Linked DNA regions of Mus musculus: all the other regions are linked to region 4. Evidence: chromatin contacts called from public HiCAR-type, HiChIP or PLAC-seq and promoter capture Hi-C data. All regions are on one chromosome and are shown on one strand. Each heading gives the region's core, a stretch centred on a gene start, on an enhancer-like site or on the middle of the called end of the contact. The rest is flanking DNA. Distances are from core to core; before and after follow the strand shown. Region 1 holds the start of Atp6v0d1 (ATPase, H+ transporting, lysosomal V0 subunit D1). Region 2 holds the start of Exoc3l (exocyst complex component 3-like). Region 3 holds the start of Zdhhc1 (zinc finger, DHHC domain containing 1). Region 4 holds the start of Pdp2 (pyruvate dehyrogenase phosphatase catalytic subunit 2). Region 5 has its middle 18 kb from the start of Cbfb. Region 6 holds the start of Tmem208 (transmembrane protein 208).

The links. Promoter capture Hi-C pulls out the DNA fragments that hold promoters and counts their contacts. HiCAR-type assays count read pairs that join an accessible place to other places. HiChIP or PLAC-seq counts read pairs in DNA pulled down with a chosen protein or histone mark.
Region 1: a promoter capture Hi-C map of stem cell-derived epiblast-like cells shows a contact between it and region 4, with 4 times the contacts expected there. The contact joins the promoter of Atp6v0d1 here to the promoter of Pdp2 in region 4. A contact is called at or near these places in 2 of 39 promoter capture datasets (pre-B cells and stem cell-derived epiblast-like cells).
Region 2: a promoter capture Hi-C map of embryonic stem cells shows a contact between it and region 4, with 9 times the contacts expected there. The contact joins the promoter of Exoc3l here to the promoter of Pdp2 in region 4. A contact is called at or near these places in 26 of 39 promoter capture datasets (the 3T3-L1 cell line, 3T3-L1-derived adipocytes, the C10 cell line and 15 more), 2 of 15 datasets of contacts at CTCF or cohesin (the NIH/3T3 cell line and embryonic stem cells), 9 of 484 Hi-C or Micro-C datasets (B cells, the G1E-ER4 cell line, the N1E-115 cell line and 5 more), 18 of 115 datasets of contacts at active chromatin or transcription factors (T-cell acute lymphoblastic leukemia, bone marrow-derived macrophages, craniofacial prominence and 8 more) and 3 of 9 other capture datasets (adipose tissue, embryonic stem cells and liver).
Region 3: an H3K27ac HiChIP or PLAC-seq map of embryonic stem cells shows a contact between it and region 4, with 6 times the contacts expected there. The contact joins the promoter of Zdhhc1 here to the promoter of Pdp2 in region 4. A contact is called at or near these places in 1 of 39 promoter capture datasets (pre-B cells) and 1 of 115 datasets of contacts at active chromatin or transcription factors (embryonic stem cells).
Region 5: a contact with region 4 is called in a HiCAR-type map of astrocytes, with 3 times the contacts expected there. The contact joins the enhancer-like site here to the promoter of Pdp2 in region 4. A contact is called at or near these places in 10 of 39 promoter capture datasets (the 3T3-L1 cell line, the C10 cell line, the SN4741 cell line and 5 more), 1 of 484 Hi-C or Micro-C datasets (cardiomyocytes), 8 of 115 datasets of contacts at active chromatin or transcription factors (the 230-238 cell line, astrocytes, bone marrow-derived macrophages and 4 more) and 1 of 9 other capture datasets (embryonic stem cells).
Region 6: a promoter capture Hi-C map of pre-B cells shows a contact between it and region 4. The contact joins the promoter of Tmem208 here to the promoter of Pdp2 in region 4. A contact is called at or near these places in 13 of 39 promoter capture datasets (the 3T3-L1 cell line, the C10 cell line, the HPC-7 cell line and 8 more), 5 of 115 datasets of contacts at active chromatin or transcription factors (cardiomyocytes, embryonic forebrain, embryonic stem cells and 2 more) and 1 of 9 other capture datasets (embryonic stem cells).

Annotation. Positions count from the first base shown.
Region 1 is chr8:105,564,655-105,568,160 of GRCm38.p6, forward strand. It overlaps Atp6v0d1 (ATPase, H+ transporting, lysosomal V0 subunit D1), which reads right to left and starts at 1,410. Exons shown (of 8, transcript NM_013477.4): 1 at 1,129-1,410. The coding sequence starts at 1,258. Agrp (agouti related neuropeptide) reads right to left here. Exons shown (of 5, transcript NM_001271806.1): 2 at 2,952-3,072; 3 at 2,706-2,838; 4 at 2,466-2,548; 5 at 2,041-2,284. The coding sequence starts at 2,835. The coding sequence ends at 2,102. Gm38250 (predicted gene, 38250) reads left to right here and starts at 1,526. Exons shown (of 4, transcript NR_168532.1): 1 at 1,526-1,620; 2 at 1,715-1,816.
Region 2 is chr8:105,294,486-105,298,165 of GRCm38.p6, forward strand. It overlaps Exoc3l (exocyst complex component 3-like), which reads right to left and starts at 1,628. Exons shown (of 14, transcript NM_177788.5): 1 at 1,421-1,628; 2 at 1,141-1,221; 3 at 775-950; 4 at 480-699. The coding sequence starts at 1,174. It overlaps E2f4 (E2F transcription factor 4), which reads left to right and starts at 3,178. Exons shown (of 10, transcript NM_148952.1): 1 at 3,178-3,390. The coding sequence starts at 3,256.
Region 3 is chr8:105,495,177-105,498,951 of GRCm38.p6, forward strand. Zdhhc1 (zinc finger, DHHC domain containing 1) reads right to left here and starts at 1,886. Exons shown (of 14, transcript NM_175160.5): 1 at 1,634-1,886.
Region 4 is chr8:104,590,034-104,593,609 of GRCm38.p6, forward strand. Pdp2 (pyruvate dehyrogenase phosphatase catalytic subunit 2) reads left to right here and starts at 1,439. Exons shown (of 2, transcript NM_001024606.2): 1 at 1,439-1,562; 2 at 3,447-3,576. The coding sequence starts at 3,488.
Region 5 is chr8:105,151,221-105,154,908 of GRCm38.p6, forward strand. No RefSeq gene overlaps it. Among named protein-coding and RNA genes, the nearest start is that of Cbfb, 18 kb to the right of the region's middle. Within about 2 kb of position 1,896, at least 112 of the 459 cell types and tissues checked have an H3K27ac peak or open chromatin away from gene starts, as enhancers often do. A contact at or near this core is called in astrocytes and liver, where this site is marked.
Region 6 is chr8:105,324,710-105,328,218 of GRCm38.p6, forward strand. It overlaps Tmem208 (transmembrane protein 208), which reads left to right and starts at 1,668. Exons shown (of 6, transcript NM_025486.3): 1 at 1,668-1,765; 2 at 2,342-2,437; 3 at 3,461-3,509. The coding sequence starts at 1,760. Lrrc29 (leucine rich repeat containing 29) reads right to left here and starts at 1,559. Exons shown (of 7, transcript NM_001368408.1): 1 at 1,518-1,559. The coding sequence starts at 1,541.

The sequences.
Region 1 (3,506 bases), core at 160-2,659, 970 kb after region 4:
GTTAACCATAAATATTTGTGGTTTTCAATGGTCTTAGGTGACCCTTATGACCGTCAAAGGGATGGTGACCCACAAGTTGGAAACTGTTGCTTTAGATTTATGTGTTAAGAAAGAGGAACTTGGGGGCTGGCGAGATGGCTCAACGGTTAAGAGAACCGATTGCTCTTCTGAAGGTCCTGAGTTCAAATCCCAGCAACTACATGGTGGCTCACAACCATCCGTAAAGAGATCTGATGCCCTCTTCTGGTGTATCTGAAGACAGGTACAGTGTACTTACATATAACAATAAATAAATCTTAAAAAAAAAAAAAAGGAAAAGAAAGAAAGAGGAACTTAGCTTTCTGTCACTCTTGTGTAAGAAACTGGTGCCCTGCCGGGCGTGGTGGTGTGCGCCTTTAATCCCAGCACTTGGCAGGTGAATTTCTGAGTTTGAGGCCAGCTTGGTCTACAGAGTGAGTTCCAAGACAGCCAGGGCTACACAGAGAAACCCTGTCTCGAAAAACCAAGAAAGAAAGAAAGAAACAAACAAACAAACTGGTGCCCCAACAGTGCTGGGGTGGGGTGTGAATGCAGGTTGGGGCCAAATACTTGTACGTGAATTTCTGATTTACAGAGCCACCTCTTGCTTTTCCAAACAGTCTTGAAGACTCTACACAGCCAGCGGTTCAGAGCTGGGAGGAACCTCTCGCTAAACTGGCTTAGCAATTCCCCAGGACGACCCAACCCTCAGACCAACACCACCAAGACACAACGATTCTAAAGCCCTTGGGGGAGGAGAGAAGCCTTTTCCATCTAACTTCCCTAGGCACTGCCACCCAACAGGCCTAGGGTTGGGCCAGGGGGAAGAAGCTTGGAGGCGCACTCGTCGCGCCGGCTAACCAATCCTCGGGGACCCGTCCTTCTAAATTATAGGACTAGCTCGACGAGGTTAGAGGCAACCCGAGCCCAGGTAAACCACTGCGGTTCTTGAAGGCTTGTTTACGTCTGGGCCCCCGCGCAGAGCCGCAGCTAGAGGCAGACTCCTTCCTGACATGCCCACCATCAATCAGCTCGCGGGTTCCCAGAGGCCTCGCGTGCCCTTCCCGGCTCAGGGAGGCCCCCCTCAGACAGCCCGGACCCGCGGCTCACCCTCGAGCGTCTCGCACTGCACCAGGTTGAGGTAGTCCGCCTGGCTGAGCACCCCGGCCTTCAGGCCGCGCACTAATCCCTCCAAGTAGCCATTGTCCACGTTGAAATAGAGCTCCGGGAAGAACGACATGGCTGCGGCGGGGGTGGGAGGCGGCAGGGGAGGCGGGGGGCGGCGGGACCAGAGAGCCCCGATCTGCCCGCACGCAACTAGACTCCCCGGATCAGCTGACGCGGCGGCCGCAGCGGGCTGTCAAGTGCGTCAGGTGACGCACCGCGTCTCACGTGACCGCAGTAGGGCCTGGCTCTTAAATGGCTCCAGTTTCCGGGCACCCTGGCACGCATGCGTTACTCTGGAGTGCCCGACCGGCTATAACTGCCCTCCCGGCGCCTGCGCACTAAGGAAAGGCGGCCCTGGAGCGCCTAGCGGAGAGCAAAGAAAGGTCGATGATGGAAATCGACCGCGTGGTGGTGCTAATACCCTCAGGATGCGAGGTGGGCCCTAAGTTGAGTTTTCCTGGGTTTGGCGCTTCTGTCTGGCTTCATTAGGGCCAGCCGGGTAAAGCTGAGCGGGTGTGCTATTCCTTAGGCTGTCGAGGCTGTCTCCTACCAGACAGAAACCGAGGTCCAAGGAAGAGGAGGGGAGAGTTTCGGAGCCAAATGGTTATCCTCCAACTAGACTTTACACCCGGTAAGCCGCACTGCGCCCGCTTTCCCGGCGTTTGTTGCACTAGTTCTCTAGGACCGGGGTGTGGCCTTCTGATTTCCCCAAGGGGCCTGGTGCCTTAAACTCGCCCATATATGTGGTTCAGATGATGGTGTAGCTTAGACCCCGAGGTTATGGTGTGTGTGGTTCCAGCATGACGACGCCCCGACAACCCTTCGACAGCCACGTTTGAAATAACCACAGCTTTAAGGTTAAACCGTCCCATCCTTTATTCTCATCCCCTGCCTTTGCCCAAACAACATCCATTGGCTAGGTGCGACTACAGAGGTTCGTGGCCGTACCCAGCTTGCGGCAGTAGCAAAAGGCATTGAAGAAGCGGCAGTAGCACGTAGCGCACGGGTCGCAGCAAGGTACCTGCTGTCCCAAGCAGGACTCGTGCAGCCTTACACAGCGACGCGGAGAACGAGACTCGCGGTTCTGTGGATCTAGCACCTGCATTCGTAGGGGAATAAGGTTCAGGAAACTCTCAAACCCCGACCCCAGTAGGGTGGCAGTGGACTGAGGTCAGGGAGGGGCTGCAGTTCTGCCCAGGTTGGGTAATCCGGAAGTGGGGAGAGATGATGGTATCTGATGCGCCCTACCTTCTACTTTATCCCTTTCCCTAATGAGTTACCTCCGCCAAAGCTTCTGCCTTCTGCAGCAGAACTTCTTCTGCTCGGTCTGCAGTTGTCTTCTTGAGGCCATTCAGACTTAGACCTGGGGCAGAAGATGTGAGGGCCACACCCACCATGCACCAAGTACCCACCTCCCTAGGTTGGGATTGGGATTGGGGAAGGAGGTCTAAGCCTGGGCGGGCAGGTCTGTGGCCAGCAATGGTCGTTGCCCCACATATCCCCAACCTGACCATACTCACCTGGGAACTCTGGGAACAGAGCCTGGTCAGGCCTTCTGATGCCCTTCAGTGGAGCCACGCCCATCTGGACCCCCAGTGTGGGAGGCAGTGCCAACAGCAGAACACAACTCAGCAACATTGCAGTCAGCATGGCCTGGCTCAGCAGGAAAACCCCCATTTAGTCTCTCCTCATCCTTAGGGTACCCTACCAGCGCTGAGAGAGATGCTCCCAGAAAGTCCCAATTCCTGTATAGTCTTTGTGCTTACCTTTGCTTGCTGATCTTTGCCTAGGGATGTCCTGGTCTCTTGTGCCCTGAGCTTATATGGCAGTGCCTAATAAAGGGTCCACACGTGACTGCTTCCTGTAGCCAGGGCATGAGGTGCCTCCCTGGAAAATGGAGGCACAATTCAGGCTTTCTCCCTAAGACCTGAACCTTTGGGTGTTCTATTAGAACATCTCCAATTTGGCATGAGACAGCCAGGAACCAATTAAACTTTGGGAACAAGATAGGGTGTCCAGACCCCAAAATTTCCATAAGAGCAGAACCTAGGGATGGGTCATGCTAGAACCATTAGCAATAATAAGGCAGGCGGCCCTCTGATCTTAATTTAATTTCTGTCCCCACAGATGTTCACTTAGTCTCCCTAGGACATGTTGTTTCCTTTGCTTCCAGGAACTTTGTCAAGGGCACCAAAGAGGGTCAGTATCACCATGCAGCAGTGAAGTGAAAAACTAGACCCAAGGTTTCTTTGGAAGAGAGATCAAAAAAATCCCTTATAGCCAAAACCAAACCCACCCTCCTGGCTCTCCCTCCTCTGTGC
Region 2 (3,680 bases), core at 378-2,877, 700 kb after region 4:
GGTTGCTATTTGCCAATCTTGTTATGAAATACTTACAAACATAACTACATATGTATTGTTATGTATGTGTGTGTACATTGATGTATATATGTATGGATGCAGGTATGTATTGTACTTTGTATATATGTGTTATTTGGGGTGATGCCTGAGATTGAATTTAGGGCCTTGCACATACTAAACACATGCTCTACCAGAGCTACAGCCAACGTTCTTTCAGTAAGTAAACTACTGTGGCTATAGCCACTTCATGGAATTCCCGTGCTGACTTTAACATCCCAAGCCTGAGAAGCCCAGGATGAGGCGACTGCGCCTATTTCTCACACTCTTTGAAGCTGGGATTATTCTCTGGGATGTCCCTGGTGTCTCTCTCCATGTAATCCCTTTCCTAGTGCCCCAGCTGCTGATCAGAATGGGATTTGTGGATTCTTAGAAGCTAAAGTCCAGGGCTCTCCACCTCCGCTTTCCCCGCCCCCACTCACCTGCTTGTAGCCTTGGCAACAACCGAGTCAGGATCTGAAGTTGTTTGTGCTGGACAACACATTCCCTCAGGGGTTCCAGGGTTTGTGAGGTCCGAGACAAACCCTTTAGTAAGTGATGGGCCTGGCTCAAAGCTTCACGAGTTCCCTGCACAGCCTCGAGGGCTCGGGTCAGCTGCCACACACCAGTCTGCACACCTTCCAGGTAGGACTGCACCACTGACTGTGGAGAGAGGTAGCCGCTCCTAAGGCCTGGCCAGCCCTCCAGCCCAGTCTAACACTCCTGCTCCTCACCCACCTTAATTCTTGCTTCCAGGGAATAGTTACGCTGTATTTCACGGCTTCGGTACTGGCCCAGCCTGGTCAGCTGCTCTGGCCGGTAGAAGATGCCTGAAGCCCACTTGAGTGCTGCACCCCGAGCCAGCTGTTCGGCCCTCTCCTGCTCTGGCCACTCAGGCCTTGGGCAGGAAGATCCTGGGGTTGGTTGTGTCAGTCAGGGAGGGCCTGTGGCTAACGCACCTGCTGCTCTTCTGTTTCCTCGGGACAGCCCCACTCTTGGCAATCCTATAGAGCTCTAGCTAGACCTGACGGGAAAACCCAACCCCACTAATTCCCATTTGTCTTGACATCATCCTTCCCCAAGCCCAGCCAACGAGGCTCATACCAGGACGAAGTGTGGGCTGTATCTTGCTGTCCATAGTTTGCCTAGAGCTGCTGCCGATGTGGTAGGAGTGGGAGCGAGTGCCTGGAGGAGATCAGGCAGAGCGGATGTTCCTTGGGCTCCGCTGAGAAAGAGGAGCAGGGTCCTTGCCTACCCCCTTCAGGAAGTAAGAAGGGGATACCTGGGAGGCCTCAGTCCTCTGGCTTGGACTATGCAAATAGGCAAAACTGTAAGTCCCCTTTCCTGCTCTGTAACGCCCAGGATAGTTTGGTACAGAACTTACCAGATCTGACCGGTGTCCAGTTCTCCCTCCTCTGCAAGTGGCCTTGGCCTTGAGAGTAGCCTTCTCGCTCCTGCAGAGCTGGGCACACCCTCACTGCTCACGGGACCGGAGGGACTCCAGCTCCTTTGGCACCAGCAGCCAAATTCCTCTCCCCAAGGAAGCCTCTCTCCCACTTCACGGCCCAGAAACCCCTACTTCTCCCCCAAGGCCCCTCCTTCAAAGCAGAAAGGAAGGAAGTTGAGTCTCTGGCACTTTATTCCCAACAGGAAAAGCATCTGCATTGAGGTGGGGAGCGCTGGGCGCCATTTCCTGTTGGGTGGGGGCAGCTGTGGACTCCCCCGGTGAGCACCAAGTCTTGATCAGCCCACCTTAGACTTCTAAATACTCCGGAAACACATATGCATATTTAAAGCTGATTTGGCCTCAAGCTGGTTTGAAGGATGACCCCCTATGTGGTAGAGCCTCAGCAAACCGCAGTCGAGTCTGAGAACCACAGATGGTATATGCCTTGGTAGGGGAAAGATCACATGTGGTGAGGCAAAAGAATAGTGAGAGATGGCAGTTAGGGATCCAAAAAGCTACATTGTTCCTGTAAGTGATGGGGAGCTAGGGAGGACACTAGATATAATGGAGCACCACCCAAATCCACCCATCATAATAGACCCTCACTTCCTACTGTCAGAAGGGTTGACAGCTAAGACCTCAGGAAGACTACCCCAACTTCAGGCTCCATTATAACTAGAGCTTCCGAAGTCTGCTTTCTCACAAGTGTGAATCATCAATCAATTTGGGGAAGGCAATTTGTGTCCTAGAGGGACTGACCGTCATAAAGACATAACCATAAGTGATAACACTGTTAAAAATAAATAAGACTTGCAAGCTGGTAAGATGGCTCAGAGGCTCAGAGCACTTGCTCCTCTTGCAGAGGACAGGGCTTCAGTTCCCAGCACCTACACGGCAGCTAATAATAACTGCCTGTTAACTCTAGCTCCCAGAGATCTGACACCCTCTTCTAAACCTCCTTGAGCACCTGCACACATGTGGACAAACATAAACACATACACACACAATAATAATAATGATGATGATGATAATAATAATATAAACCTTTAAAAACTGCAAAAATAAATGAGACTTGCAAACACACAGTTCTTCCCATGTGTCAGAAAATGCCTTAAAGGCTTTGCTTATATTCACACGCAGGCAAACACCTTTGCATGGACTAAGTAGTGGTTGGAAATAAGACTCCTGGCCACTGTGAACTGTATGTAGCATGGAGGCCAGCGAAAAATGATGCTGGAACGAAATAAGAGATAGAAGTATGCAAGCTATTTATTGTTAGTGCTTGCTGTTTTGGCAGGAAGTAACAGGAACAGCAGGAATTATCTCTGAACATCAGGGAAGCCTTTAGAATAAGTTTTAAGCAAATAGGCTAAGCTTGTGGCTTATGGCTTCCCTTCCCTGGATGGAATGTTCAGGCAGTTAGTAGTCTAGAAGCAGCTTAGCAAGGAAGAGTCGGGTGGTTCTCGCTTCTCAACTGCCGGTACTGCTCACTAACTTCTTCCATTTCCTACCATACAATTTTTTCAGGTTTCCTAGCTGCCCTAAGGAGTTGTTTTGGTTTCCTTTGCTAATGATACATTTGCCGACGGTCCCCCGGAGTTTTGCGTCCGGATCAGCAGACGGGAGTTGCACCAGATACCCTGGGAAGGCGCGAGACGGAAGCGGAAGCAGCCTTGATAGCTCCGGTGGCCCGGCGACTAGGAACGGAAGCGGAAGTGGCGCCGCCGCCGGCCTCGCCTGGCCTGGCTGAGGGGAGGCGGCGGGCGGGCGCGATGGCGGAGGCCGGGCCACAGGCGCCGCCGCCCCCGGGGACTCCAAGCCGGCACGAGAAGAGTCTGGGACTTCTCACCACCAAGTTCGTGTCGCTCTTGCAGGAAGCCAAGGACGGCGTGCTTGACCTCAAGCTGGTGCGCTCCGGGCCGAGGGGGCGACTGGGGAGATGGGGGCACCAGGCCTGGACCGGGAGCGGGAAGCCAGCGGGGCGGCCCCACTGAGTCCTCCGGCCGCCATCCGTGTGCTTTCTCACCCTGATGAGAGAGGCGGGAGGTTGTTTCCATTCACCGAAGCCATTAAGCCTCAGCTCTGTCTGGGTCCCGGCTGCAGGTGCAGGCCCTCGTGGCCCTTGGCGACTAGGACAGGGAGCCGAGCATCAGAACACAGCTAAGCCAAGACTCTTCCCGACACACTCGCGGAGTGA
Region 3 (3,775 bases), core at 636-3,135, 910 kb after region 4:
AGGGCAAGTACAGTGTTTATTAAAACTCCCCACAGGTGCCAGGAAAATCTGTGTTCTTAAACAGTCTAAGTAGCTACGGTTCAACTGAGGGATACATATCACATCACTTCCAGAAAATAAGCTAGAGCTTAAAGCTGTTCTCAAAGGCCTCTCTGGTCTTTGGTCTCAGATAATGCGGCTGGGCCTTTACTCTCTCTCTCTCATAAACAATATGCTGAAGTCAGTTGCTATGGCAAGAGAAACTTGAAATGGTTCCTGAGTTGACATGCTGCGCAAACATTTCCATATTGTTCTCCTCCGCAGCAGCCACCACAAACACTGGGATACAAGTCCAGGAAGAGTAACAGAGGGCAGCAGGGACCAGAAACCAAATCAAGGGAAGGAGGCAAGGGTTGCTGACTTCTAACCAGGAAATCAACTGGTGATTGTAGGAGCCAGCCTCGGGGAACACCCACCAAGAAAAGTCATTAAGAACAAAGGGTGACAGAACAAAGTAAGAAAAACAATAGGGGGAGAAAAATCTAGGCTAATTAAACACCACAGCTGCTTTTATTACATCTCCTGGTGATTATCTGTATACAGCTGGTCTCCCACAACCAAAACATCAGCTCCACAAAAGGAGTGACCACCCTCATCTAACCTAGCTCGCCCTTGGTAAAGGAAGTGAAGCCACCCACTTCTTACCAGCTCTGCTACCCTAAGATCACTGAGCCCTTATGCTGTTTCCATAATAACAGCCGTTGCTGCCACTTAGAAGGCACTTATTCTACGCCAGGCGCTGCTTGAAGCGCTTACACAGAAATTCACTTAATTCAATACTCTGAGGTAGCCCTATGATTTCAAACTGTTCCCACAGATCTCTAGTCCTTGGTCTCATATGTGGCCTCCCCCATCCACCCCACCTCCACGATCCCCTGTTACTTTGTCTCATGACACGTGACACGAGAACATGACAACAACACTCCGTATGCACAGATGAGGACCGGGAGAGATTTGTGGGTTCCAGGAGGCTCGGCTACACTCGCTGCACTATGGTAATCTTCAAATGATTTCTGCTCAGCAGACAGAGAGGATAAAGCCCTTTTGAAAATTTGAAACTCATTAAACGCTTCAGGGACTCCCTTCACGTTCTGGGATAAAAGTTGAAAACCCTCACTTTAGGAACTACCCTAGCATTTCCGTCCCATACTATACTAATGCTCTGCTACCTGGACTTTTTTGTTCGCTTTTCCCTCTTTCAGAAACACCCTTCCCCTAGTCGCAATTCCGGCTCCTTCCCAGCCTCCGTGTTTAAGCATCACCTTTAGGGCCCACCCGAACCCTTAATGAGACCTGAAATTACTCTAGTCACGTGTCTGGCGCCTGTTTCCCCAACCCATCACTTAATTCTCTGTGGGTTGCGAAGGCTGAAGGCTCGGAGGCCCGACGCATGGCACATTGCCTGGCGATCGGTGGGCGCTCAGTGCGGATCTATGGCCCTGATTAATGATAAAAGGAAGTCCCGCGCTCCACTGGGTCGGCGAAACCCAGCAGCAGGCCGAGACAGGCCCAGAGTCCCGCCAGGCACCGGCGCAGCGCGGGCCGGTGGCTCAGGCCAAGCTCGGAGGTGAGAAACGCTGCAGCCGCTCCTCACCTGCGCGTGGTGGCAGCCGCGCCAGATGCGGCCTGCCAAGGTCAGCCAGCGGCTCGGCCCCGCCCTGCCCGTCCACCCTCCCCAGGGCGGCCGCACTTCAGACCGTCCGGGCAAAGTCGGTCCCCCGGACACGGAGGAGACGCGTCCCGGAGCGCGGCTCCATCCCGGACGGAGGTTGGGCCTCAGAGTCCTTCCGCCTTAGCAAGGACCCGCTGGCAGTGCAGCCGTGCCAGGCCAAGGCAGGCTGGGCCTTGCCCGGCGCGGGGCCCGTTCCCCTGGCAACAGCGCGAACTACGGCGCCCCACAGCGGCCAAACCGCGCTGCGTCACTTCGCAGGAGCATCGTGGCTCTGGGCGGAGTTTGCCAAGTGCCCCCTGACTCTAAAGCATGCCCACTCTCATTTTCCCCCATAACCTTTCACAGGGAAAATACACTCTCTTCCACCTCCCATCTACAATTTGTCTTCCAAGAATCCTACTCTCCTCAAAACGTGTCATGTATCTAGTTTCTCCTCTAAATCACTCTTGGGAAGACCCCAACTAATCTAGGGTTTTTGCTCATTTTCTTTTATTTTAAATTGTGTGTGAGTGTGTGTACATGTGCGCGCACGTGTGCATGTGTGTATTAGAAACAGGGTCACATGCTGGCCTCAAATTTGCGATTCTCCCACCTTTGCCTCCCAAATTTGCTGGAATTCTAGTAAAGATATGGCTGCTGCACTCTCAAAGTATGTGTTAAGTGCCAGGCACATCATGAGGAGCACTCAGGGATTCCTGCCCTTGAAGGAAATAACAGGTTGAAGGAGACAGACCTAAACAAATGCCTTACCCAACTGAAAATGTGAGCAACTACAATGTAAGGTGTGAAGTATAAGAATTTAGTATTGATAACACAAAATGTCTAATTTTTTTCTTCAAATGTTTTGTTTTTTGTTTTGGGGGGTTTTATTGTTTTTGTTTAGGGGTGTGATGGGGATTGAGACAGAGTAGTAGCCCTGGCTGACCTGAAACTCACTATGTAAACCAGGCTGGCCTCAAACTCACAGATCTGCCTGCCTCAGGCTCCAGAGTGTTAGAATTGAAGCATGTGCCACCACATGCTTTTTTTAAGAAAAGATTTATTTGAGGGGAGCTGAAGAGATGGATCATAGGTTAAGAGTAATGGCTGTTCCTCCAGAGGTCCTGAGTTCAATTCCCAGCAACTGCATAGGGGGTGGGGTGGGGTGTTCATAACCATTTATAATGGGATGTGATTCCCTCTCCTAGTGATATATATATATCACTCATATATATAAAATAAATAAACAAACCTTTAGAAAAAGATTTATTTGTGGGTCAGGGGGAGTCAGAGAGATGGCTCAGCAGTTAAGAGCACTAAGCACTCTTCCAAAGGACCCAGGTTCAAACCCTAGCACATGTATGACAGCTCACAACTGTCTGTAACTCCAAGATCTGACACTCTCACACAGACACACATGCAGGCAAAACACCAATGCACATTTTTTTTTTAAAGATTTATTTATTTATTATATGTAAGTACACTGTAGCTGTCTTCAGACACTCCAGAAGAGGGAGTCAGATCTTGTTACAGATGGTTGTGAGCCACCATGTGGTTGCTGGGATTTGAACTCCTGACCTTCGGAAGAGCAGTCGGGTGCTCTTACCCACTGAGCCATCTCACCAGCCCACCAATGCACATTTTAAAAAATTAAAATAAAAAGACTTGTTTGGGGGCCAGGAATGACAGCTCATGCCTTTGATCCCAGCACTCTGGAGGCAGAAGCAAGAGGATCTCTGTGAGTTTAAGTCCAACCTGGTCTATATAGTGAGTTTCAAGCCACTCAGGGCTATGTAGTTAGATTCTGTCTGGAAAAAGACAATTATTATTATTACTATTTATTATATGTGTTTGTGTCTGTACTCCATGGAGCCAAAGATGTCAGGGCCTGTTGGAGCTGGAATTACAGGTGATTGTGCTGGGTGCTGGGAGCCAAACACAAGTCCTCTACAAAAGAAATACAGGCTGCTGACCACTGAGCCATTGCTCCAGCCCCAAAAGATCTAAATTCTTTATTGCCCTTAAATCAAGCATAATTCCTTTTAGAAGCTCCCATCTTCAAATTCAATATAGGTCTCCTCCACT
Region 4 (3,576 bases), core at 189-2,688:
TGACAACTTAGTGAGAATCTGTCTCAAGGCATAAAAAGGGGAAGGGGTAGGGTAGGATGGGAGGGGAGAGGGGGACAGGGTAGAGTAACGAAGATCTATCTATGATAGTGTTTGATAGTATTCAGGAGGCTCTAGGTTCAATCCTCAGTATCACAAAACCAAAGCAAAACCCAGAACAAAAACAGGGATTTAGCAAACGCCTTTAATCCCAGAATTTGGGAGGCAGAAGTAGGTGGATCTTTGTACATTGGAGACCAGCCGGTTCTACATAGCTAGTTCTAGACCAGCTAGGGCTACCTAGTGAGATGCTACCTCAAAAACACAAATAAAACAAAACACTCCCAAGCAACCACCTCCTTGAGAGGCCTGAGGCCCAGTAAGGGGACACATCACAGAAATACAGCAGGAACACTTTTACCTCAGACGTGACTTTGGGTAAACCAGCTTGCCTTTCTTTCCAGAGACAGCACTCTCAGACCTTTCTGCTATCTCTTATCTCTCTTTGACTTCAAGAAAGGACTCTACTGACTCACACATTATAAGGTGAAGACCAGACTCAGCTATTGTTAGGACCAGAAGGCAAGGAGGGAAAGCTCTGGACCTCTCTGGTTCTGGCTCTCCCAAGCTACCAACAAGTAAAGGTGCGGCTAACATCACTTGTCGCTAAGAGGCCAATGTAATTGAGAATTCAAAATGGTGGTTAGTAAGGAGCCAATGAACTCTTTAGATCAGAAATGTGAGTATTAGAAGGTTCCTTCTAGCTGTTTGTAAAGGAAGGAAAATCGGTTGGGACTAAGTGTAATTTGGAAGTAGGGGGCCTTAAAGGCTTTGGAGTCTGGCATTGGCAAATGGATGGGTGGGAAGGGACTTAGGAGGTGGGAATGACAGGATTAAAGTGTGTGACAGTAAGGGAAGCATCAAATTGACCCTGGTGTTTGGACTTGGGTCTTCTGGGGCCGGCGAAGCCATTGCTGGTTTAGGAAGAAAAGCAGGTTTGACTGGAAGATAAGGTCAGGGCAAGTAGAACCTAGAGTGTCCATAAAGCCTTCAAGATAGGTGTCCAAAGATAATAAAGATGTGGCACTTTGGAGAGAGGCTTGGAGGGAACGGAACAAAACCCGGGAGGAATCTATGTGAGAATGAACTGTAAAGAACTGGAGAGGTCTCTTGGTTCTGGCTTTGCAGGGTGTGGTGATAAGGGAAGCTTGGGGAAGAGCCCCACGTGACGACCTACTGGCGCAGCGGCTGCACAAAAGCCACGGGTAACCCCAGGGGGTAGAGTGCAGGGTGGCCCCTCCCGGCCCCGCCCCTCTGCCTTCCTTTTGCCCTCCTCATCCATTGGGTAATCTCAATGTCCGTCAAGGGCCCGCCTCCAAGGATAAGCCAATCAGGAATGGCGGGAGGGATATTTCTTTTGGTGCTGGTTCCTCGACTGGGGGCCTCTCCAGGGAAGTAAAACCCAGTCGCAGCAACCGCGGAACTGTGCTCAGGACCAGAGTGAGCCGAGAGGATCCGCCGAGTGCCAGCGGCGCCAGCTGGGGAGGAGAGGACGAGGATACGAGGTAAGGAAGGGGACGATTCGGGGTGCGGACGCCTTCCCTAGCCTAGTTTACGGGTACCTCAGGTGATGGGGCGGAGAGGGGGATGAGGTGAGAGGGCGGGACGAGCTGGCCCCTGGTCATGGTCACCCCACTCGCGCGCACGCGCCACGTGGGCCCGCGCACTGGTGGAGGAGACGACTGCTTAGCCGGTTCTCTGCACCAGCTTCCTTAGTACTGGAGCACCGGTGAGCTGGACGTCGCAACTGGATTCTTACACCTTGGAAAGCCAAGGCTCAGCCACTAAACGGGGGCTGGGATTTCTTAGAGCCTTGCGGTCCAGCCAAGAAATCAAGAGACTTGGTTTCTTTAGGGGTGCTAAATTCTTTCTGTCCCATTGGAGGCGAATGGTTTTCATTGCGCACAGCTGCCTGTCCTTTCTGCAGGGTCAAGGGGCGTCTGAGGCCATCTGCCCCTGTCCGACCTCATCTGTCCCAAGTTCAGCGGGATGGGTATTGGCTTTGGGAAATCGGTTTGACAGTGCGTTTATACCCTTTGACCTACTGGTTTTGGAAATAAGTAAGGGAAAGGTGACTGCAAATGCCATGTAATTTGGTACCAGGTTAGTGGAAACAAGCTCCAAGTCACCAGTAGTTGTGAATGTTTATGCCAAAAACCATAAATAGTACTATCACTGAAAACATTGCCTTTAATAGGAAATCATGTTCACAGTAGTTGGCCCAATGATATAAAAATCTGTACAGAATGTATCCCAAGGACAAAAATAGTGGCTCCCTCCTTTTGTTGATTTTTGAGACAGTTTCTCTGTGTACCTGGTCTCAAATTCTGCCTGCCTTTTCCTTCTAAGTGCTGGGATTAAAGGCGTGCACCCACACTCCCAGTTTCAACCCCCCCCCCCCATTCCCATGGGCTTACTTTGTCAAGCAAAGTAACAGTCTGCAATGTAGATCAGGCTGGCTTTGAACTCACAGATCAGCTTGCCTCTTCACCTTTGCTTCCGGAATTCTGGAATTAAAGGCGTGATAGCACTGTGACGGCTCAGAAGTGTCGTATTTTATTAAGTCTTTACAGAACGTTGTGAAATCTTGACATGGTGCACACACTTTTAATCTCATGAGGTATTGAGAACGTCAGAGCAGGCAGATCTCTGATTTTGAGGACAGCTTGACCTACACAGTGAATTTCATGCTGGCCAGGGTGACAAAGTAAGACCTTGTCTCAAAACAAAACAACAATGACCAATACAAATTACACAGGAATTCTGTGAGACCAGCAACTGATGGCTAATTCTAGCTACCCTGGAATCTGAGGCAGGAGGATCTAAAGTTCAAGGCTAAGTGTGAAAGAGGGCTGGGGATGTAGCTCAGTGGTAGATCAAATAGAAGAGACCTTGTGTTCAGTCCCCAGTGATGAATAAAACAACAATAATAAAACAAAACCTAACCACGTATTGCCGGTGAGACACAGTATGCTAAGTAGCTAGAGTCAGTGGGGCTTCAAAAACACCATATCGAGATAATATTGATGATATTTATATATAATATATTAATGTAATATATATAATGTATACCAGGTACAGGCCTGGACTCAGGACAGCCGCTAGTCAGCAGCTACATGACTGGAATTCATGGGGTAGGTAGATTCCTTGGGGGAACAGATACAAAAGGGAAAACTTAAATACTGCAAGGGAGACTGAACAAAGGACGTAGATAGTAGGCTCTGGCCTGAGGAACGGTTTAGAAAGGAAAAGGAGGCACAAGTTGGCTGGCAGGAAGGCCGGAAGCTCTCTATAAAATCAGAGAGCGCATTAGCAAAAGTGATGTTCTAGCAGTTTAGTATTTTTAATAACTTGAACTTTGAAGCTTTTATAAACTCTTGAAATTTCAGGCTGAAAAAACACTCCACCTCCACCTGCCACTTGTTTCAGAATGTCAAGTACTGTGTCCTACTGGATCTTCAATTCTGCAAGGAATCGTATTGCTCTTTTACGAGGTGGGAGACGCCTATACTCAAGGGC
Region 5 (3,688 bases), core at 646-3,145, 560 kb after region 4:
CACCGTATTGTTGAATGTAGCAATTTTGTTCTGTTTCAAAGCTGAAAACCATGTGTGATATATCTATAACTATATCTATATCTATATTTATATCTAGCGATCAATCAATAGATATTTAGATTCCATTAGATATTTGAGTTGTTAGAGGAAAAAAAGAGTTGAGTTGTTTCCACCTCTTGGTTACTGTGACAAACACAGCCACACTTGTGTAACACTCCACTGTAACAGAAAGTAGACTGATACATCCTCTAAGAAAGTAATTTCATTGACTCAGTTCAGACTCCCCTGTGCTTTCTCAGGGAGGCCAGACACTTGAAGGTTCTGCATTTGTTTCAACTAGGTCCATTTTTAGCAAGAGCCCTGCCAAGTCAATTTAACCAGAGGATCCACACCCCACCCCCACTTCCACCCCCACCCCCGACTCAATAGCTCATAACTAATGGAGGCCCCTCATCCTACACATCCTCCAGGAGATGTCTGAGCACCTGGACCTGTCCTCAGCCAAACTTTTTAGATAATCGGGCTGAAGAGATGATTCAGCATTTAAAAGCACTGGCTGCCAAGCCAGAAGACCCTAAGGTTGATTTCCAGCACACCCATCTCTGCTTCCAGTTCCTTCAGCACGCCCTCTTCTGGCCTCTGCAAGAACCAAGGAGCGCACAGACACATGCAGGCAAGACACTCACACACACACAAAATAAATGTACATTGTTTTGAAGAATTGTTAGATACCTTTAGCCAGAACCTCTAATACTTCTTGTTAATATTTTTTCACCCGCTCACCACACTGCTGTTAACTATAAATTTCCACTTAACCTATGTTATATTGGAATTTGAGCCTAATTTCTCCCTTCTCCCGCTGTAAAATCCCATTGCAAAAGTCCTATATTTATTTCTGTGACCTTGAATGAAGCCTGCCTGCCTTCTCTGAGCTTTAATTTTTTTTTAATTTATTCTATTTTTTAAAGGTTTATGTATTTAAATTTTTATGTATATGAGTGTTTGCCTGCATGTGTATGCAGCATGTGTGACTTCAGAAGAGGGCATCGGATCACTGAAACTGCAATTACAGATGTTTGCAGCCACCATGTGGGTGCTGGGGATTAAACCTGCGTCCTCTGCAAGAGAAAAAACGTGCCCTTAAGCATTGAGCCACCTCTCCAGCACCTATTATTTATCCTGTTCTTCACATAGGGTCTCATATTGTAATCCAATATGAGAGCGCTGGGTCTGGCCTTGAACTCTTAACAATCCGGCCTCCAAGGTGCGGGATTGCACACCTGAGTCTCTACTCGCAACTTTATTTTCTCTTTCAATATTCCTCTGTAGGCCTGTTCACCTAGGCCTAAAGAAGGGTGTTTATCCTCCAAATTAGAGGAAGTACCGCTGAGCGCATAAATAAGAGCTCAGACTCCAACCTGGCTGTGGCTGACAGAATAATAAAGGCTCCGGGAAACTCTAGGACCTTCGACCTCCCCTGGGGTTCCAGCATAGAATACCAATGGGCAACCTGGAAGGGAGCCAGGTGGATAGCTGGCTCCTTACTCTCCTCATCCCTCCAAGAAGGTGCAGTCTTCCACCAGCCCCTTCCCACACCGCACACTCTGCCTACGTTCTCTTGTCTCTTTACCTTTGCTGGCCAACCCCGGAGGGGTGGTGAACCCTTTACAGATACAAGCCACCGCCTCCGCTCGAAGGCATTTCCAAAGCCCAACTTGGGGCTGGAGCCTGGCTTCTGGCTTCCGGCTCTGGAGGCAGCGCCCCCTTTTTCTCCGACACCTTTACACTCAAAGGAGCAATTAACAGCCAAGCAGGCTGGGAAAGGACCAATTAGTGTTCCACCAGTCCCGCTGACCGCTGGCCCCGCAGCACCGCAACTGACTCCTCCTCTCGCATCAGGCTCCGGCAATCAGGAGCGGATCTTAGCCTTCACGGCACACCGACAGTGCCAGCTGCCTGGGAGCTCCGAGGGACCAGCCATCTGGCCTCATGCCAACTGCAGTGATGGATCCGGTCGCTGGCTACTGTCCAGAGCCAGAGCGGACTCCAGGGCGCCTGGGCCTGGAACTTAACAGCGGCTGACTGGTGGCAGAGCAAGAGGGTTGGACGCCACTGGGAGGACTCCTTAGCCTCCCACCTCTTGTGCCTTGGAGCCAGTCATCAATTCATCCTGCAGCAGCTAGAACACTGGGACCATACAACCACAGTCCTAGAATTGCCACTGAGACACCTGGTGTATTCTAGCTTTTTCAGGACCCTCATCATTTCTCTGGGTCTGGGTTAGCAGTGTGCAAATCAGTTCCCTGATGGTGACCATGGCAGAACCAGGCTTTGAAAACCCACAGTACGTTCTTGTTCTTGCTCTTCCTGCAGTAAAGAAGGCAGAAAGGAGCTCAATCAAGGTCTTCAACACTACTAAATGAATGTATAGACTTCCTTCCCTAGGTCCTTTGCCCTGAATATATATACGTATACGTATATATACATTTGTGTGTGTGTGGTGTATATATATATATATATCACATATATATAATAGGGCTAAAGAATGGCCCAGCAGTTAAGAGCACTGACTGCTGTCCCGAAGGTCCTGAGTTCAAATCCCAGCAGCCACATAGTGGCTCACAACCGTCTGTAATGAGATCTGATGCCCTCTTCTGGTGTGTCTGAAGACAGCTACAGTGCACTTACATATAATAAATAAATTAAATCTTTAAAAAATAAAAATTAAATATATTTGTATGTATTTATATACATTATATTATATAACATATGTAAAGTATTAATATATTATCTTAAAATATATATTTTATACATTGTATATTGTATAAATATATATTTGAATATATTCATATGTATTTTAAAGCATATATTAAATTATATATATTGGAATTTGGGATCAGACTTTGCCTCCAGGGGTCTGCAGGTTCCAGGAGTTTTAGCTTAGACCCTAACCTAGTAAAAAGCCCTGAGATGCAAGGAAGCACCAGGTAAAGAGGAGCTGGGAAAAGGAGCAGTGGCGGCTGGTATGGAGCGCCAAACACATCAGGGTCCTTCTAACATGACCTTTGCAACTGCTGTTGGACACACTGGAGCCCTATAATGATGGAGCCAATGCCTAGGACATACAATGGTAGGAGCTGAAAGTCCTCAAAGAAAGAGTGGGAAAGGATTCAGGAGGAAAGGTGGGTTAGCTGGAGAGAATGCTGGGCAGCACTTCTCTTTCCCTATAGGTTCTACAAGGGCCTGGGCAGGAGGGGCTGAGGCCTGGCCGCAGTGGTCTTTTCTATGCCCACACTCCTCTCAGATTGGCCTCAGTCAGGGAAGGAGTGAGTGCCTGCCTTGCTCTTTCCGCAAGTGATCTCTCTCAAGCCGGGCGGGTCCGGACTGTTGGGGAAGAGAGGATCACTTAAAGAGTTGGGGCACCTCTTTCTGTGTGCCAGTGCCATTAACTGTGTCAAAAGGAATCCATGCCTCTGGGAAACTGACTGGCAATGGAGATGGATTAATGAAGACACATGGTGGCAATGAGACTGCCTAGGGTACTTCATAGAGCAAGAGCAAATTAAAGGGTGGGAAATGAGGGAAAAAAACAGAGGCAGATAAAAGGACAACGGAATGACTGGCCAAGAAAGTCATTGAGTTTCCTTTCATCAAAGGAAAGAGACTGAGGTTGGTAAACACACAGGCA
Region 6 (3,509 bases), core at 418-2,917, 730 kb after region 4:
CAGGGACTGGATGGCTGTTAGCAGCATTTCTACCTTTGCAACATCACCATATTAATAGCTCCAAATTTTATCCAATGGAGCTAGATTCCTTTTACAGTTTCCTTCTATGTTCAGCCTTGCTAATCCATATATAGTCCAGTTTCAGTGCCCCTCGTGAAAAACCTGGGTTCACCACTAATCTCACAGTCCAGACCTCCATGCCTGGTTGGGCCTGCTGCTCCCAGAACACCCCCAGCCCATCCTCACTACCAACACAGCATCTCTTTTCCCGTATGTGGGGCTCTTTCTGCAAAGTCCTTCTACAGTGACTTCACTAGCCCCGCTGTGTTTTCTCCTTTCTTCTCAGATGCTAAGTACATACGCAGTACTCACCCAGTATTTACTGGACTAAAGATAGTCCTTTGCCTCTACTTTCACCAAAGGTTTGCTCAGGGAAGGGGTGGGGGATAAAGGAGATTACTATTCAGAGGAAAATGACTAGGACCAGAGAGGAGAGACATGAGGAAGAGTATGGATGGGACTGGGATGACTAAGCCCCCATCCCTAGGGGGCTAAGAGGGAAGACTGGACTAAGAGAGTGGCTGACCTATCTTCTGAATGATCAACCCTGGGAGCCATGCTAAAGGACAACATGTCTTAATGGAAAGGATCATACATAATTCATTATCCTGAGAAATGCCTTTCTAGCACTAGAGGAGTAGAGATAGGGGTGGAGTGGTCATCCCATGAGAGCACCCCAAAAGATTACTACTACTGGTAACCCATGGGGTTTACAGGGATGAATAGATACCTTCTGGGGCCAAAAGGGAATAGGATGTCACGACTCAAGGGAAAAGGCCTGACTTCCTAGGGCAACGAGAGGGGGTTGCCAACCCTCAGGGCAAAATGGATAGAGAAGCCATTTCAAAAAAGGTGCAAGACACAAAGCCTGCATCTGTATCTCCTTGCCCCTGGCTAAAGGAACAAACACCCCATGGGGTTGAATAATACAGGGGCAGCCATCACTAGGGGTCTAGAATGAGGAGCAGGCTTGTCTTACATTAAGGACATTGGGTATGGTCCCCAGAACTAGGGGGCGGGAGCAGTCTATTTCCAACTGCGAGGACGGTGGGGGAGGGGTGGAGGAAATGGAACGACCATTCCAAGGGGCCAATGGGGATAAAATTGATTACCCTTCAGGGACGGTGGAGCGGACATCTTCTAGAACTGAGGGGGAGGGAACGGCCATCTCAAGGGAAAGGGATGGGCAGTGAGTCCGTCCTCATTGAGGTGACAGAGCAGCCATCTTCTGGGGCCAATGGGTAAAGAGGGAATGGTATCCCAACCGAAGGGGTCGAAGTGGCCCCAAAGAGGACCGTTACCCAGAGTTTTCAGGTCGTGGGATCCGCCGGGCGGCTCGTTTCCGCCTGGCGGGAGGTGCCGGGCGAGCTGTCAGATAGCCTTTCCCCAAAGCTCGGGACCCCGAAGGCGGGGCCTGTCCCCGACCAAGGCCTGAAGGACCGCTCGCTTCCTCTCACCTCCAGAGGCAGCGAGTCCGCCATCGCAGTTCTGCCGTCTCCGCCCCCACGCAAGGTTTTCTGGGAAGTGTAGTCCCACCGACTCAGGGGGCGGGGCTTCGGAAGGAAATGAAATCCACTTCCGCCCAGGAGCGAACGATTGCGCTCTTTACCGGAAGTGCATGTGCTGCCGATGTGGTGTCTACTGACTGCAGTTCCAGTTACTCGCCCTTGTTTCAGTGGCTGGGTGTCTGCTGCGCACCATGGCGGTAAGGGACAAGGCGTGGTCTGCACCGGCAAAGCTTTCCCGATGTTGGGAAAGTAAAAACAGAAGGGCTCGAAGGCATAAGGCACTGGGCCAGAGAGGGGCGCCACCCAATGGACTGTGCTAGACCGAACGGGATGCGGGGAGAGTGGCCGTGCAGGACTACACCAGGACTAGTGTTGGAGGCTAGGGCGGGCGCGGGCGAGGGTAGTTGCCAGTTCCAGATCTAAACCACTACCCCAGAGGGACGCCATTAAGTTCCGCTGGAGTTTTCCCGGAGAGGATCTCAACCCAAAGCTGAACCTTACGAGGAAAGCCAAAGAAGATACTAACGTAATTTGAATTGTTTTGGGGTGAGCATTAGGCGATCATAACTGGGGGTACAGTAAAGTCGGTGTCCTAACTATATTAGGAAGATGGACTAGAGGAGTGGTCGGTATCTCAGGGATTGCTAGGGTTGACAAAGCACGCTAAGGACTTGGCTGCGGGGTAGATAAAGCTGCAGGTAACCAGGCTGGTACAGGGAGTGAGGAGGACTGAGGCAAAACAGCTCTGACAGCATCTCACCAACCCTCCGCAGCCCAAAGGAAAAGTGGGTACCAGAGGGAAGAAACAGATATTTGAAGAGAACAAAGAAACTCTCAAGTTTTACCTTCGGATCATACTGGGAGCCAACGTAAGTTGCTTGCCTTGTGCTTTCTCTGCCCTCTCATTCCTATCTGATTAGGAGCGCTGGCAAATGACAGCCAAGGCTCCAAAAGAGAACGTTGTAAAGAAATGAAGCCAGGCAGACACCAGCCTGTAATCCCTGCACCAGGGAGGCTCAGGCAGAAAGATGGGCGGTTTGAAGTTAGCTTTGAGTAACAAAGAAATCCTATCTCAAAAAAAAAAATTAAAAATAAAAATAAAAAGGGGTGATGGGGTTAATAAGTGAAGCTGGCCATAGTGGCATATAACTGTATTTCTAGCTATTTGGAAGACTGAGGTCAGAGTGTTGAGTGGTAACCAGAGCCCCACAGAAAGACTGAAGTCTCATTCGAGAGAGTGAGAGCAGGTGTAGCGCCGTGGTGGAGCCCTTGGCTAGGCTCTGCCAGCATCGCCAGCAAACACTGCCCTCCTCCCCCCAAAGTATCCAGGGACTGAGTGGTCAGAGCACTTGTCGCTCTTACAGAGGACCTCGGTTCCACTCCAGGGGCACCACATGGTAGCTCGAAACCTTCTCATTGAGTGGATCCAATGCCCTCTTGTGACCTCTATGGTACCAGGCACAGCGTCAGGCACATGGTGCACATAGATACATTGCAGGCAAAAACACTCATACATGTAAAATGTATTTTAATTTTAAACCATTTAAAAAAAAAAAGTAGCCAGGCACAGAAGAAATATGAACTAGACATAGAAGCAAAACATGAAGAAATGAAGGGGAAACAAAGCAAAACAACAATAAATAAATAAAAAGTCCCAGCTGAGATTTGTTATACTGAGGCCATACCAAGCTTATACATGTTATACTAAGGCTACTCTTCCTGGACAGATATGAGTCTAAGCGCTATCTGACTCAGAAAGCAGAGGTCTTCCACCACCAGGTTTCTTCCTCCTAGTCTGGCCCAGTTCTCGGTCAGAGTTGAGGAAAGCCCATAATTTGCGGGGTGGGGGGCTGGCCTTCAGCCCTAACCTGATCGTGTTTGTGTGCTTGCAGGCCATCTACTGCCTTGTAACCTTGGTCTTCTTCTATTCCTCTGCCTCAT